Regions from separate parts of the Sus scrofa genome. Here region 2 is linked to region 1. Evidence: chromatin contacts called from public HiChIP or PLAC-seq data. All regions are on one chromosome and are shown on one strand. The core of a region is the stretch at or near the end of the contact, and the rest is flanking DNA. Distances in the headings are between cores, read along the strand shown. Region 1 overlaps CALD1 (caldesmon). Region 2 overlaps BPGM (bisphosphoglycerate mutase).

What was found. HiChIP or PLAC-seq counts read pairs in DNA pulled down with a chosen protein or histone mark.
Region 2: a contact with region 1 is called in an H3K27ac HiChIP or PLAC-seq map of alveolar macrophages. The contact joins two enhancer-like sites. A contact is called at or near these places in 1 of 47 Hi-C or Micro-C datasets (liver) and 2 of 2 datasets of contacts at active chromatin or transcription factors (alveolar macrophages and skeletal muscle).

The regions. Positions count from the first base shown.
Region 1 is chr18:14,345,134-14,348,868 of Sscrofa11.1, reverse strand. All of the region lies in intron 3 of CALD1 (caldesmon), which reads left to right. Among named protein-coding and RNA genes, the nearest start is that of AGBL3, 81 kb to the right of the region's middle. Within about 2 kb of position 1,763, at least 6 of the 83 cell types and tissues checked have an H3K27ac peak or open chromatin away from gene starts, as enhancers often do. A contact at or near this core is called in alveolar macrophages, where this site is marked.
Region 2 is chr18:14,559,659-14,563,146 of Sscrofa11.1, reverse strand. All of the region lies in intron 2 of BPGM (bisphosphoglycerate mutase), which reads left to right. Among named protein-coding and RNA genes, the nearest start is that of BPGM, 32 kb to the left of the region's middle. Within about 2 kb of position 1,341, at least 9 of the 83 cell types and tissues checked have an H3K27ac peak or open chromatin away from gene starts, as enhancers often do. A contact at or near this core is called in alveolar macrophages, where this site is marked.

The DNA.
Region 1 (3,735 bases), core at 514-3,013:
CTGGGCAATGAGAGCTCCCCAGGCACTGAAGATGGAGCTTATCCATGCCATCTTAGTTAATGGTCATTCATTGGCATTCTGAGGCACACATCAGTTTCTTGTGAGTCTGTGAGCCAATCCGTCTGTGAGACCTGGCACTTCTGAGAACTCCCAAGATTCGGTGGCTGAAATAGCAGGTTTCTAGAGCCTGTACCATCAGAAACACTCCAAAAAATGTTACTCCACGGAGTGTCTGGGAGGAACAGCCAACAGGCCTTCTTGATGCAGCATCAATATTCCATTGCTGTCCCTCTTTCACCTAAAGAACAAATGACATGTATTTGTTTGGCATCTGCCATATGTCTAACCCTGTATCAGGTGAAAGGGAAAAAAGGGTGTCAGGAAACAAGTCTGTCAACTAGGAATCAGGTGAGAAAAGGTATGTACTCATGAACAGTGACACCTAAGACTGTATATCCATCCATCTCATTCTACCTATAGATAGATATCATAATCATGTCCTAAGTCACATGACCTAATCCTCACAAAATAGGACAGTGCCTAACAAAGTATCGTTTACATAATAAAAACAATAAACACTATGTCCAAAGTATTTAAAGCACACAATGGACTCTTTCTCTAGCAATAGACACAAATGTATGCCTTAATCCAGGCCTGACCTCCCCCCAAAATATCAGAATTTTTTTAGACCTTATATGGTATCACTGGAAAAAAAAAAATCTGGATTTGATCCCAGCTGTAAAAGCCGTGTGTAAATTTAATATCCAGATGCATAAAGTGGACACCAGAAAATAAATTTATGGCGTGGAAATATTTAGATACTTTGAACAAGAGTGATACACACTGAGAATTCTGTGGCTTGTGAACTAACTCGCCTCCTTTGAAAATGTGACTTTTTGAAGATGCGACCTTTCCCCCTGCACTAGAATTATATCCTTAGAGTCCCCGTGATAGTTTCTTAACTTCATTCACAGTTTAATTGGATCTATGTATAAGAAATCTAGGTTCTAAAGTATATCACCAAGGGCTAGATTAAGTTTCCTATGGGCAAAAGTCCTATCTTTCATGTACACACTTCTTTCCTAAAATTATATAAGGTATATATTACTGTTTTCACCGAGACCAGGACCAGGGTTTTATAGCTGTGCACCGTCAACCATTCATTCGAGAAACTGTGGCTAGAACCCTGCTATTTCAAAGCATTGTCTTAACTGTTTTAAAGATGTGTTTCAAGCTGGAGGGCAGAGGGGAGTTGGAGGCCTGATCTTTTCAAGATAGAAACTTTTCTCTCCAGGAAAAGAAAATAGTTCAGGTGGCTAAAACCCCTAGATTTTAAAAAGAGCTTAGAGACTACCTAAATAGTTGTCACAAAAGAGTTGAAACAGAAATGGAGCCTCACAGCAAGTTAGCCGGAAGGGCTGACTCATACATGACAACACAACTATTTCTCAAGTGCATGCAGACAAGACTGGTCTCCAGCTTTCTCATCTTTCCTCCTAAGATGATAAATTACGAAGAAATAAAGTCAAAACCAGGAAGCCTTGATAGAGGTGGAGCCAGACACTGGTTCTTAAAGAATCATTAGAATTCAGAGATGCAAAAGGAATTTAAAAAGCCATTCCAGGGAAAAGGAGAAGGAATAAGGTTCTTGGGTGAAGGCAGAATGTTTCAGGAAATACCAGGCGAACGGCAGCAAATGCCAATGATCTTTGCACTGAACAGAAGTCCCTTTATGACCAGTGTTAGATTGCCAAGGGGGTACAGCTGGAAGTCAGGATTTCTCAAGGGGAAGCATGAGCAAGGCGATGCTGGGGCTCAGGGTTTGGCCTTAGGAAGGAGAGAATGCCCTTTTTTAAAAACTGAGTGGTAGTATCATGACCAGGGAACCTGCACTTCATAATGAAAACACAGAAGTATCAAGACAGTAAGATGACATCTTACTCCCACACTCCCAGGCTGTTTCATTCTAGAACCAAATACATGCTGGGGTGGCACTGACGGTGATCCCAGTGGGGTGGGGCCAGCACTGGAGGGAGAAGAGGGGGGGAAAAATAGTTCAGAGGATTAGATCCAAAGAAAGTGTATTGGACACAAACATCCTCAGGAGAATAGTTACCTCCAGCAGAAAGGGAGGAAGTTAACACTAAAAGTTTTCTTTCTTTAGCTGAAAGGTGAGCACAGAGACACTCATTCTAGTTTCTCACTCTTTTTAGTTTGTCTAAAAGATTTTAGAATAAAGTATAATTTTTAAAACATACAGAAACCTTATAGCTGTCACTCATGTATTGTCGATCAGAACCTGCCTCTGGATGTCATTACTGATAATGTGATTCTTAGCACTCCCTGCCTATGCAGGATTACTACCCCGTCATCCAAAAAAAAAAAAAAAAATCCCTCTGTTTCTGGAAGTTTGGCTTATTAAACCTCATGAATGGTACACTTAGCCCCCATGTTCAACTTTCTATGACTCCTTGCTACTGGGCCCCTGCCCCAGTGAGGCCCTGGCCCCTCTCTGCCCCTGCCCTGGGCCCACCTGAGACCCTGGCCCTCCATGTCAAGGATGTTGTCTCGTGTCCTTGATACAAACTTCCAAGCTTCCAAAGGGGCCCTGCCCTCCTCTCAGTCATTGGACTTCCAGAACCACACTGTGCTCCTACAGAAGTAGGGAGAGAGACCCTCTCCTCTGCTTCTCTTTGTCACCCAGCCACCAAAGCTTGGCCTAGACTTGGCAAATACCTTCTGGAAGCAGTTTCTGCTTCTCTGCAGCCCACCTGTCCTCAGGGCACAGATATGTGACAACAGGGTACAGCTTAGGAACCCCAAACCCCCAAGCGACAACCCCAAACCCCCAAGCGAACCAGACAACCTCAAACCCCCAAGCGAACCAGCTCCCTAGGTGCCCTCACCACACAGTTACACATGCCCACATGCATCTCAGTTCCAGTGGTGGGCACAAATGAACTTGAGGCCAGGCTACCATTCACATCAATTATCCTCCCATTTCAACTCAATCACAGAAAAAACAAATGAACTTGGTCAAGGCCATTATTTGTTCTTTATGAAGCCATGTGCCTTAATTCACTTATGCAGCATATATTGTAGAAGTCCTGTCTACAGCAGACGCCATGCTAACTAGGGTGAGGGGAGGGTCGCAAAGACGGGCAGGACACAGTCCCCCTTGGCAAAGAGCTCACAGCTTAGTAATGGGAGCCCACAAATGCATAAACACACTCGGAGCGCAGCTAGGACCTTAAACTGTATGTTGCTTCAAATAGATTAGAATTCCCAGGTATTAAAATGTAGCTGGACCTTCTCTGAAAGATCTTTTCTTGAAATCAGATTTTGTGTTTCAAGCAGGAGGGCAAGAAAAATGCAATGGAGAGTATCCTGAAAGAGTTGAAAAATGAGCCTCTGGAAACAGTATGAAGTTCTTTATATCAGGGGCAATTAATAAGAACAAAAATAGCTTAACAGATAAATGCTGGAGATAGATGAAGCCATAAATCTAGAGAAGAATAAAAAAAAAAAACACCATGGATTTAGCACAAAAATTAATGAATGAACTCTATAAGAGATGCTATTATCAATGCAAAACAATGCTAGGATGTGTTAAAAGGGATGTGGCAGGCAGCACTGGGACCTCAGCCAGGCACATGCCTTGGTCAAGCCTTTGTTATGTCCAGTTTTGGTTTCCCATTTAAAGAGTTGTTATATTTCAGGCTGATATTAAAAGGA
Region 2 (3,488 bases), core at 92-2,591, 210 kb before region 1:
TTTCACCTATGTGCCAAGGGTCCATTGAATCAGGTGTTGTGCTGTTCTTGGTGCAGGATACAGCACCTAGAATCAGACACACAAAGGCTTCCTTTTGAGGAGTGTTTGCCTCCATTTTGATGTCCTTCTGAAATACGGCCAGGACTGTACCCCTGCAGTACTCCGACTGCTTTCACATGTACGCTTTGTGCATTAGAGTTTTCAGTGAACACTTCATTCCTAGTAGCCTTTATATGTAAGAATTAGATTCATATAATACATGTAGTTGTAATATGTAAGTCATAAAGTTAAAAAGAAATTCTGGATTCTAGCAGCCAATACATGATAGAGTTGCTTACAGGTCAACAAACATGAAATTCTTGCAGTGTGTAAGGCCCTGTTCCCAGAGCATGTGTGACCCAAGGATGGATAAAGTATGGTCCCTTATAATCTTGGTGAGCAAAGTGAGCATCTGCACAGCCACCTCTGAGAGAAGGCAAAGCGGGAGTGCCGTGGTATAAATAGAGTGATCTTATGGTCTGTGGTTCCTGTTCCTGCCCCAGTGACTCAGGGGAATCATCCGAGGTACAGATTTGACTTTCTGAAGTCAGTCCTATATGCAGAAAATGAAGTTGTTTGAATTTCTTCCCACTTTGGCTTTGAGTTACTCCTTTTGACTTACCACCATACTCATTATTTCTTACTTGAAATATCCCAATCATTTAAATGGATTGCAGTTTACTCTCAGATGCTCCTAAAAATGAAGATTCAAGAATTAAAGACAGGAGTTCCTGCTGTGGTGCAGCAGGTTAAGGATCTGGTGTTGTCTGTGCAACAGTGTGGGTTTGTTTCCAGCCCAAAGCGGTGGGTTAAGGATCCGAATTGCTGCAGCCTCCGCTGTAGCATTAGTCACAGCTGCAGCTCAAATTCGATCCCTGGCCTGGAAACTTCCATATGCTGCAGCCGCAGCCAAAAAAAAAAATTTAAGACAATGGTTGGGAGTTGGTGAGGGGCTAATGATAAAGAGGGATTGACACAATTTTAGATGTTTTCCTTCAGAACACTCTTGGATGCTGTGTAAAGCAGTCCAAGCCAGTTTTCAGGCAGAGGATGTGCTATCTGGCCACTCATTTTAACTTTTGTATGATGTTCCAGTTACAGAGCTTGTAATATGATATTACATAATATAGTATTGATTCGGTTTAATTTAATCCGGTGCAGATGCATTTTTCTAGCCATAGGAGTTCTGCTTGCTTAACTCACTAGGACAAAGAATGTGGCTCATGCTAAAACTGAGTAATGAGTAATTGCTTCATTGTGGTTTTTCCTTATTTGCCATTTTAAAATGTCAGTCGCTTAAGTCTCATTGACTGATTATTAACCAGTCCAAATATTTTAAATATTTGTAAGTAATTAGTCTGCTGTGTGAATGGCTTGAGTAGTCATTAAAATGGAATGTCAACTTTATTTATTGGAAACATTTCTATTTTTGTTGAGCTCTCCTTTATAGATGAAATATTTTAGTTCTCATGGCCTTTGTTTAGTTGGCTCTTTGATTTGAGCCCACACAAAAGTGGGTTGTTATCTAAGCCATAGGCATGAGCTCAGAGGGCTTCTTTAAAAAAAAAAAAAAAAAAATCTGTTGGAACTGGTTAGATCTGAGGCCATGGTCAGATGAATTTCATGTATGCCCTTAGCCCAAAGACCTGAAACTCTTTCCTGAGGTCCCAGACTGCAACCCCTAAGCTTGGCCCATCATGATCCCAGTGTATTAGCTGTTGCAAGGGGATCAGACAAATCTGCTCATTCCCTACTAATCTTGAAAGCATGAGAACTCTGGGTACTGATGTCCATTTAGCACCCAGCCCTTCACAAGGGCGGTGCAGGAACACAGACATCCTCCTTTCTCCTTATGCTCTGGTGGAAATAACCATGGCTGAGTCCATGACCAGAGTTGAAGTCCTGGGATTTGAGAATTTAAAAAAAAAAAAAAAGTCCAATTTTATTACGTTAACGGTCTTGCAACTTGAACAGTTTTATTTAACTTCTCTGGGTCTGTTTAGTAGTTTTTAAACAGCTTTATTGAGATATAATTCCCATGCCATGCAGTTCACCCATTTAATTAATTAGTGAATTTGTACCTGAAGCGGTGAACAGTGCCTTTATTCTGAGGCTGAACAGCAATGGACACCCTCCCTTGTACCAGCTCCACCCTTCATTTGAGGAGAGGCAGGGGAAGGAGACACACAGCTGCCCTTCCTCTTCCCTTCCACGCTCCCGGGGCTCAGCAGTTCACTCATCTAAAGTGTACAGTTCGGTGTCTTTTCACCGAGTTGTGTTTTCCCCGAGTTGTATATTCACAGAGTTGTCCATCTAGCATCACAGTCAATTTCAGAACATTTGCATTACCCTTAAAAGAAACCCCGTACCTAGCTGTCATTGCAGCCACAGATCTATTTATGTCACTAGAGATTTGCCTATTCTGGACATTTCGTTTAAATGGAATCATACGATTCGCACTCCACTGTGACTGGCTTCTTTCACTTGGCATGTTTTCAAGGGTCATCACTGTTCAGCATGTATCAGCACTTCCTTCCTTTTCATTGCCAAATAATGCTCCATTGTCTGGATCTACCACATTTAATTTAACTGTTCATCTACTGATGGATATTTAGGCTGTTTGCATTTTTTTGTCTAATGTGAATAAAGCTGCTATGAGGGTTCGTGTACAGGTTTTTGTGTGGACATAGGTTTTCATTTCCCTTGGATATACACCTGGGAATGAAATTGCTGTGTCACATGGTAATTCTATGCTTAACCGTTTGAGGATTTGCCAGACTGTTTACCAAAGATTCCACAGGATTTTGTACTCTTAATTTTACAATGTATTAGGATTCCAGTTTCTCTGTATCCTTAGGGCTCACCTGCTGTAAACCATGTGTTCTTGAATTCCACTCTGGCCGTCTCCAGGAGATGCATGTGGCAGCTGCTCTGTGTCCAGCCCACAGAGCTGACCCGACAGAGGCCGAGGGCGCTTAGAATCCAAGGCAGTCATCTCCCAGCTAAATAGCTGGCTGCTGGTCTGAATTTATCTTCTGCTGCCAGCTTTAGTTTAGTTTGGGATGGTAATCTTGTGTATCATTGCAGTGTGGGGATGAGGGCTTTTCAGGGCAAAGTAGTGTTTTATAAGCCTACCCTTTAAGTCTTCTCCCTAGAAGAGAATTCCTGGTAGAGGAAGAGGAAACAGTTATTGTGCTGTATACCGTCTCTTCCTCCTCCCCCACACCCTTTGTAATGGTGGTAGAAGAAGAGTGTTTCTTTTTTAAGTAGAGGGAATGGAGGCCCAGAGAGGTTACTCTCCTAAGGTTATAGCCTGGTTAGTATACTGAAGGGGACTGGCACACGAGATGGGTCATGTACATGCAAGAGACCCTGACTTCCAAGTTGGGATTCCTTCCACTGTTTTGTAACTATTGGAGGATACGATTTGTGTGTAAGAATTCCTAGGT